Regions from separate parts of the Mus musculus genome. Here all the other regions are linked to region 1. The links are chromatin contacts, called in public Hi-C and promoter capture Hi-C maps. All regions are on one chromosome and are shown on one strand. The core of a region is the stretch at or near the end of the contact, and the rest is flanking DNA. Distances in the headings are between cores, read along the strand shown.

The links. Hi-C and Micro-C count contacts between places; a contact is called where the count stands out from the background. Capture Hi-C pulls out chosen DNA fragments and counts their contacts.
Region 2: a contact with region 1 is called in a Hi-C map of nephron progenitors, with 3 times the contacts expected there. The contact joins the enhancer-like site here to the promoter of Tmem121 in region 1. A contact is called at or near these places in 1 of 15 datasets of contacts at CTCF or cohesin (large pre-B cells), 1 of 484 Hi-C or Micro-C datasets (nephron progenitors) and 2 of 9 other capture datasets (adipose tissue and liver).
Region 3: a promoter capture Hi-C map of adipose tissue shows a contact between it and region 1. The contact joins the promoter of 9230104M06Rik here to the promoter of Tmem121 in region 1. A contact is called at or near these places in 5 of 39 promoter capture datasets (the HPC-7 cell line, cranial neural crest, embryonic stem cells and 2 more), 1 of 15 datasets of contacts at CTCF or cohesin (large pre-B cells), 6 of 484 Hi-C or Micro-C datasets (B cells, cortical neurons, embryonic stem cells and 1 more), 7 of 115 datasets of contacts at active chromatin or transcription factors (embryonic stem cells, extraembryonic endoderm stem cells, large pre-B cells and 2 more) and 3 of 9 other capture datasets (adipose tissue, liver and pancreatic islet).

What each region holds. Positions count from the first base shown.
Region 1 is chr12:113,184,553-113,187,288 of GRCm38.p6, forward strand. It overlaps Tmem121 (transmembrane protein 121), which reads left to right and starts at 1,351. Exons shown (of 2, transcript NM_153776.2): 1 at 1,351-1,406.
Region 2 is chr12:113,030,230-113,033,019 of GRCm38.p6, forward strand. All of the region lies in intron 1 of Pacs2 (phosphofurin acidic cluster sorting protein 2), which reads left to right. Among named protein-coding and RNA genes, the nearest start is that of Pacs2, 17 kb to the left of the region's middle. Within about 2 kb of position 1,407, at least 105 of the 459 cell types and tissues checked have an H3K27ac peak or open chromatin away from gene starts, as enhancers often do. A contact at or near this core is called in adipose tissue, liver and nephron progenitors, where this site is marked.
Region 3 is chr12:112,999,204-113,002,027 of GRCm38.p6, forward strand. It overlaps 9230104M06Rik (a long non-coding RNA gene), which reads left to right and starts at 1,521. Exons shown (of 3, transcript XR_001780729.2): 1 at 1,521-1,709; 2 at 2,154-2,223. It overlaps Brf1 (BRF1, RNA polymerase III transcription initiation factor 90 kDa subunit), which reads right to left and starts at 1,418. Exons shown (of 18, transcript NM_028193.3): 1 at 970-1,418. The coding sequence starts at 1,153.

The DNA.
Region 1 (2,736 bases), core at 101-2,600:
GTGGTCCTGACTATGAGCAGAGCTGGAGCGTCCCCTTTCCCTGTGTTTGCCCACAGATTCGAGGATGCTGGCATGGGATACAGAGAGAGCACTGAGGCAAGCTGGCAGGTTTTAGGTGAGGGTTGGGTTAACCGTGGCTGAGAGGAAGTAGGAGAACGAAGGAAGAAACAGAGCAGACAGGGCTGCCACCTGCCACCTGTCCTTCTCCTCCCAGCCGCCTCCTCACTCCTGCTTGACTCTGTCAGGGGTGTTCTCCCCCCAGGCCCCTGGTTCTCTAGGTTGAGGAGATCGAACCTTTCCTTGCTAGATGCAGGGCCTCTTCCTGGGTACACGAGAGCTTCGGGGTCTTGTTGCACTTCTGGGGAGAGAGCTGGTTGGTTGGGGCTCATACTGCTTACTACAGGGCTGTTCCTTAGCCTTCTCTCCCGACGATGGGCATCTTGGAACCACCCCCTACTAGGAGGGTGACCCAGTATGGCCTGATATTCTAGCTTCCCAGGGTCACCAGAACAGAATGCATCACTCAGAGCTGGCTGCCAAGTGTACCCAATGTCATTTAGGCTGCTGACAGGAGCTCCCCCCTTCAAGTTCCTTCAGCTCTCTTGCCCTCAGTGCTTGCAGAGCGAAGCTGCAGCTCTGGGAAGAAGCGTAGGCAACCAGTTAGCCTCCTGTTGTCCTCTGGGCAGGGCAGCCCTGCTATTGGGTTGTCAGGTAAGGAATGGGTCACTCAGTGAAGGCAGGACCTGGAGAGAAGTCTTATCCTGGAGCCTCGATGCACTCCCATTTGGCCCTCCTTGTACTGACTGAAAGCCTCACAGCTGGGTTTTCCCCATAGAGTATAACACTCCAGTGTTGGGATCTAGGCCCTAACGTGTGTGTGTCCCTGTGAGCCTGTGAGCCACTGCTGAGGTCTGGCCAGGAGGTATAACTGCGGCTAGCTAGCGGGGCACTTAGTCCCACCCCTTTGTCCAGCCACCTCCGCGGGTCCCAGTCCAGAGGTCTTCCTGAAGCAGGAAAGCAGAGTCGCTTTATTGGCTGTCAGGGTCTGAGCTTGGAGAGCTACATACAGAGCCATTTCATGGTGTGAGGAGGACTCTTTGACAATTTTTTTGCTGTGAGTGAGGCCGAGTGGACTGACCACAGGGTCTGGGGTGGATGCTAGGTTGTCTGTCACCTAGTGCCACCTGTCCTGAGCGCGCAGAGTTGTCGCCATGGCAACCTGAACTACGCAACAGCCTTAGGACCTGGGTCCTCTCTTGGCTGGGGTCCGGGCGTCCAGGGGGCGCGGGGCGGAGCCTCGGCCGGAGGCGGTGCCCGCGGCGGAGGGGCGGAGCGCAGCACGGAGCGCCTGGGCCCGGCGCGGAGGCTCGGCGGGGCCGGCCGGCGCGCTGCATCTGGCCGGCCGGGTAAGCGCGGGATGCGAACGGCGGGACAGCAGGAGGCGGGTGGCTGAGCCAAGCGGGTCGGCAGAGCTGGGCGGTAGGCGGCGGCGGCAACGGCAACGGCAGCGGCAGCGGTAGCGGCAGCGGCAGCGGTAGCGACTGCCAGTGGGCCTATACTATTCCCGCCCCCAGGCTGCAGGCCGTGGGCTGGGCAGGGGCAGCTGCATGGCGGCGGGACCAGGCCCAAGCCCCACTGGGGAAACCTTTAGTGGGAAAAGACAAACTGAAACGCAACCTGCTGGGAGCCATTAGACCCTCCTCAACGGGGTTGAGGAGGAGAGGACCCTCCTTCGCCTCAGCCTCTCCTTTGGAGATGCTAAGAGGGTATCTTGCAAAGCGTCAGAGAGAGAGAGAGAGAGACAGGCATTTTAGGGCTTGGAGGCCCTGAATCTCTCTCTGGTGTGAGGCTTGAACAGGGGGCAGGGTTGCTAGGGCATTTGGGCCTGGCGTGGGAGACTCAGGCCAGGTGGACCTGGGCTGGGTCTCTGGGAACATGGCTAGGGCAGAGTGTGGGGGAGGGGTCGTAAGGCTTGGGTTCTGGCTTTCTGAAGGCCGGGCACTCCTCTCTTAGCGGTTGGGGTCTGTCCCATTACCAATTGGCTCGTGACATTTGGTATTTGACAGTGACCGAGCAAGGGAGCGATGGTGTGCAGATGATGGAATGGGTTGGCCAGCAGCAGGCTATTCGGCCTGGACAATTGCTAAGAGGAAGGGAATTCTCAGGTTTTGGCTGTAGCCAATGGAGTTCCAGGTGGGCAGGGGTGGGTCCAGCCTGTGCGTCCTGGGAGAGGAGTACCTACCAGTGGGAGTGAGAGTGGGTGTACCTGACAAGGAGGAGCCCTGCTGTGGGCAGATGACTCCTAAACACCTTATAGAAGCGCACTGAGAACCCCAGGGGTGAATGGAAGAGGCAGAAGCTGAGATGGAGTTTGAGGGTTACTGTGGTGTCACCAGGAGCAGGTTGAATGCATCGCTGTCATGGGTGACACTAAATTTTATGTCTTTGTCTAGACAGGACAGTAAACAGAGCCCTTGTGCCAGGTGCTTTGGAGGAGAGGCCTTGATTGGAAGTGGCTTTGGGTTGGGTGGTGTGAACAAGCTCAGATATCAGGACGCACAATCTGGCCATCTGAGTACCACAGACATGACAGCCAGTGCCAGGAACATAGGGAGAGACTAAATCCCACTGATGGCTTTCCTGAGGTTGGCCCTGCGATCAGAGGAGCTGGAGGTGCAAGTGTGCTAGGCCAGAGAGGGTATAGCAGGAGGTGTGGTCAGGAGGAAAACACTTCTG
Region 2 (2,790 bases), core at 157-2,656, 150 kb before region 1:
CACTTTGGACTGTTCTGCCCCAGCTGGTGCCAGCCAGCTGTGGAGGTGTTGTTAAAGCAGTCTGGGACACACCTGGGACAGGCAGCCTCGGGTGACTCCTTAGAGAGCTGAGCATTTGAGTTAGTCAGACCCTTTGGTGACACAGGAGCCTGAGAACAGCCGTTTATGAGGCTGAGGGGAGAATGGTTTACTTTGCTCAGCTTCAGAGGAGAGCACAGCTATTTACCTTGTGACGGACAGGAAGCAAAGAGCACTCCTGTGCTACAGGCTCGCTCCTCTTCCTTCCCTGTCCCACCTGCTTCCAACTGCCTATGGTGCCTCTCACACACCCTCATAGCAAACCTAGAGGTATACTAGTCTCTTAGGGGTTTTCCATAGCCAGGCAGATGATGTTGGAGAGTAGCTGCCACAAGGTTGAAGGCACGGGAAACAGCATCCATTCACACCCAGCACAGGGTGTCCCATTCTTTTTGATTGTTTTTGAGACAGGCTGTTACTTAGTATGGTCTGGCCTGGAACTGAATATATGGTGAGCTTGGCCTTGAACTCCTGATGGTCCTAAGTACTGGGATTACAGTTGTGTACCAACACACCTGGCTTGCATTCCCGTTGTTGTCCACCCTTCACCCTCTGCCCCATGAACTGCTGTGGGAGGGACAGGAGAAAGGTGTTGGCACTTCAGTCTAGAGGTCTAGATGTTCCCAGGCTGGTGGCTCCCAGACTCTCACCTTCCTGGTTGGAGACATCTCTTGTGGCTGCAGACAAGATGGTTGCTCAGGCCAGAGGCCTGCTGTTCCTTGTACCCCATGAACATTGCCACGAAGGACATGTCAGATGCCTGCACTCACAGCCTCTGTCTATGAAGGGAACCTCCTCAGGCCCTGCCTGCCTCGACACTGAATGAATGCTGGCTTGTGGAGGTTGTGGGTGACTTTGAGGTGAATGTGGCTTTGGGCCTGGCCCACACCGAGCCCGGCCTGTCTTCCTCTGATATGACCAGTTGCAGGGCAGGGCTCCCTACAGTGTCCTACAGCAGGGCTCTGCACATCTCTTCCTTCCTGCGACGTGTCTTTTCTCCCTCCGTAGTGCCTCCTAAAAGGTGGCCCAGATCATAGATCAGCCGAGTGCTGAGGCTTGTGGAGCCTGCCTTCCCACGCAACCCTGGGAAGCCTTCTCAGGAGGTCTGGAAGGAAACAGCTATCCCCACCACAAGGCTAACTGCAGCCTAGGCTGGCCTCTGTCCTGTTTGAAGCCCTAGTCTCCATGTTAACTCTCGCTGTTAACATGACAGAAACATCTTTAAGGAGGAAACTTGCTTTCAAGTTTGAGATGTTTCAGTTCCTGACTTTTAGAGCTGTGGGGAAGCAGAACAGAAAGGCCAAAGGGTGTGGTAGAGACTACTCGCGGGGTGGGAGGGACGGGCCACGTCAAGATGGACTCTCCAGGGTGACCTCTTTCCTCCAGCCATGACTCCTCCTTTCAGAGTTCCATAATCTTCCAATTTTGTATCTGCCAGTGGTTCATTGATGAGACCAGCCCTCTCATGACCTAGTAGTCCCTGGAAGGACCTCACCGGCCACTCCAGAACTGTGCTCTAATAATCTCTTAGGCATCTCAGTCCAGTCAAACTAACGATCAAGACTGTCACAACCTCACAATGGCATGCCCGTGTGTGACACAGGAGATAGAAGTAGAGGGGAGAGACACTCCCCTTCTGTCAGCCATCATGTGCACAGCACACTCGCATACCTGAGGCTTCTGGCTTGTGATAGAAGAATGGGATGGTCCCTGAGCTGAAGGATCCAGGCAGGCCCTGTTGATCTGAGGGCACAGCCTCCTGATGGCAGGATCCCAATTATTTGATGCTGGTGGCTCCTCGGTGGAATGGTGGAACACATGGCCAATGCAGCCCCACTTTGAGTTCTGTGTTCTAGCCTCACCCACAGAGCCCCTTCGGAGCTTGCCTACAATCCCAGCAGAGAGTACGCAAATGGCTCCTCCTTGTTGACTGTGCTGTCTGCCGCCTTTGCCCTGGTCCCAGGACTGAGTGGTACTATCTGTTCCTCTTCTCCACCACCTGCCTTGATGGGGCTGGCCTCTGATGGGGTGAGGTGGGAATGTAGTAACACAGTGGTTGGAGGGTATCTGGCCTGGTTACGGCCCGCTGACCCTTGCCTTCTATAGAAGCTGCCCTGGCCCTGAGTGCTGGCCAGTGGGGGACATTGGGAAGCACTCTTGAACTTCTTTTCTCATTAACCAGGGGCAACCAAGTCCAGATAAGGTCCAGGCACTGAGGAGAAAACTGAGCTGAGCCGGTGAGGCCGGCAGCTGCCCCAGGCCACACAGGTACATTTCTGGCTCGAGGTTAGCAGGTGCTCAGGGTGCAGTGAGTGAGCCCATAGCCTCTCGTAGAACCTACTCCCCCAGGACTGTCAGTCACACTGTGCCTTTTAACAAGAGAACTGGCAGACTTGCATATACAGTCCTGACACTTGGACACACACAGGGGTAGGCACCACCCTGCTTGGCCTCCAGGGTGCTGGCATGTGGTATTTCTCTGCCCACAGGGCATGAGAACAAATGGCCAGCTGCCACCACAGACCCAGCTCCCACGTGGCCAGGCATGCATGAGGGGGCTGCGCCTGGAACAAAAGGCCCTTCAGTTTTTCCTCCAACAAACATAGGGTCAGCAGGTTTGGGGGCCTGAGATTTAGTCCTTTGTGAGACAGAGCTCATAAGCTCTGTGTGCCATCACATGCCTGAGGGAAAGGTGGCAATCGGTGTTTGTAG
Region 3 (2,824 bases), core at 271-2,770, 190 kb before region 1:
AAAACATTAAATGTAAACAAAAGGTCAGGCTGAATGCACTACAGAACCCGGAGCAGACTCACACAGGGGGGCAGACAATGACCTCTGCGGAAGGAACAATGGTAACTCCATGTAAAAAAAAAAAAAGGAATCCTTTCAGCAAACTATGTGTGGAAAATGGTACCTCCGCAGACAAGAAAGGAGCCTCAGCCCGCACATCCCACTTTCCACAAGGCTTAACTCAAAAAATGTGGACTAGGCTTCCACTGACATAGGGATTTGGGAACTGTTTAGTGTGCCAGAGTCCCTGGGCTAGATCCCCAGTCTACAGAAAATAAAAACAAAACTGCGTAAAAGTGTAAACAATAACTTTTAGAAGACAAACGCGGTGACTCAAAGACATCTTAGATTCGTGACAAAGGAAACTCTCAAGAAAGAAAAGGCGACAAATTGGAATGCTTCAAAATGTAAAACCTTTGGTCAAAATAGTAACATTTGCCTCAAGAATCAGATATACAAAGAAAGACTTGGAAGTATAACTCACCTAGAGACTCGACATTCAACGGTTAGGAAACAAACCCTTATTTTAAAAAGATAAGGACTCAGGCGACTGGGCAGAGAATTGAGGCTGGGCACATCTTCTTCATAGCCCTTAGGGCAATGACACCTGTTAGAGTGGCCAACCGGATAAACGGAACCTGCGAGCCTGAAAGCCGTGCCTGTCAGATTTCGGGACCCAGCCCGACGACCTCCGTTGGACCGGACCGCGACGCTTGGACCGGGCAGATCGCGGAGTTTACATCGGCGTACGGGACTCGGAGGGGACCTGGCTGCAGATTCCCGGCCCGGCCCTGCCTCAGTTTCCCTGTCCGACTGCCCACGGTCTGTCACAGGACGACCTACTTCAGTTTCCCCGCCAGCCTCGACTCCTCCCTCGGACCTCGCACACGCAGCCCTGCCCGGCCCCCTCGCCCGAGCTGCAGAACTCACCGTCCAGCGACACGAACTGGCCGACCGCCGACGAGCCGCCGCCGCTGTTCTCCACGAACTGCACCTCGGACACGATGATGTTGTCCTCGAGCACCGAGCCGCAGCCCGTGCACACCGCATCGCCGCGCGCCGCATCCAACTCGATGTCCGTGCCGCCGCAGCCGCGGCAGACGCGGCCCGTCATGGTGGAGCCGCGGGGCCCCACCGGCCCCCCAGCCGCTCAGCAGTCCGCTCTCCGCCCGCGGCCCTCAGCCCGCAAGGCCCGTCGCGCCGCCTCCGTCTGCGCCGCACTCTCGCGAGGCCGCCGGCGCCACGCCTGCCGATTCGTCGCGGCAGATTCGCCCAGCGCGTGCGGGCCGCGCTGCCTGCAACGGCCGCGCCCGCGGGACCGATAAAGGAACTCAAGAATCGTTGGGACGCTGGGACCGAACCGCCGACCTTCCGGGCGGCCGGAAGCAAAGCTCCAAACCTGGAACCCGGAGGCCTCGCGGGCCAAAAGCCAACAACGGGGCGGGACTGGAGGGCGGGCGAGAAGGGCGGGGCGGGGCGGGGCGGGGCGAGGAGCGCAGCCCGGGACCCGACTCGGGCCGTGGGAGGAGCCTAGGAGGAAATGCGGGCTGAGGGAGGAGCCTGGGACAGGGGCGAGGCTTAAAGTGACGGGGCCCGGAGTAGGCCGGTGGGTGGAGCTGGGACGAGTATGGGAGGAGCCTGTAGATGGCGCCGAGGCCACGAAGCTTTCGGTATGCGGAGCCGAAGGAGAGCCGATTGTCTGAGAGAGGAAATCTGGAAACAAAGTAGTGGGATGGGTTTGTGGGCGGTAACTTGTGTGCGGCCAAGGCCCGGCCCGTGGAGCCTGCACTGATTGGCACAATAGGCTTTGGGAGCGTCCTGGGCTGGATGTAGTGGGAGTAACTTGGGGAGTCAGCAAGCCCTAGAGGGCAGGATCAAGGACTGCCGGCGGGGCAGCGTTTAAGAGGGACCTGGAATGTTCTCCCAGACTCTGCTGCAGACACCTCATCCCCCATCCCTCAGTCCCAGGGTGAACAGTCTCTGGGACCACAGTTGGTCACCTCAACGCTGAGTTCTCAGCAGGACTTCCTATTTCCTGGCAGTAACGGGTCTGGGTAGTAGGGTAGTGAGCTCTGGGTAAAGTAGAGCATACACAGAACCCTCTGCATCCGCAGGCGCTGCTCACAATCTCAGCCATACCTGTCAGTCCTTGGGAAGTTTAGCAAATCTTGTGCACTACTACAGGTAAGAAACTCCAAAATTAGACTGCAGGATGCCACAGGAGCTCAAACTAAGAGGGAAGCATTGTAAATATGCAGACTTCTGATCAGCTTGCAAAACCAGCGTTATCAACACAATTTAGAAGAAGAACAAGAACAACAACTTGGAAAAAGCCGATTGTGTTGGTGCACACCTTTAGTCCCAGCACTCCAGAGGTAGGGGCAGGTGAATCTCTGTGAATTAGAGGCCAGCCAGGACTCTGTTTTATACATAGAGTAACCCTGTCACAAACAAACAAACAGAACTTGGGAGGGATCTCCTCAAAACATAGCAAAGGAAGGGTTGGTGAGATTGCTCGTCAAGTAAATGCCAAGCAAATCTGTCTGCCTTGCTTGAGTTCAATCCCAAGAACTCTGGTAAAGGCGGACTGAGAGAATTTACTCCACAAAATTCTCTTTTGACCTCCACACATGTACCCTCTCACCATCATGTGCACAATACATATTAAAGTCAAATGGCAAATGAAGGAATTGAAGGATTTGGAGTGCTGCACAGTTCCTGTGCTCTCGAGTCACCCCAAGGGATCCCAAATCAACATGTCATTGAATGCCTCAAAAGGTCCAGG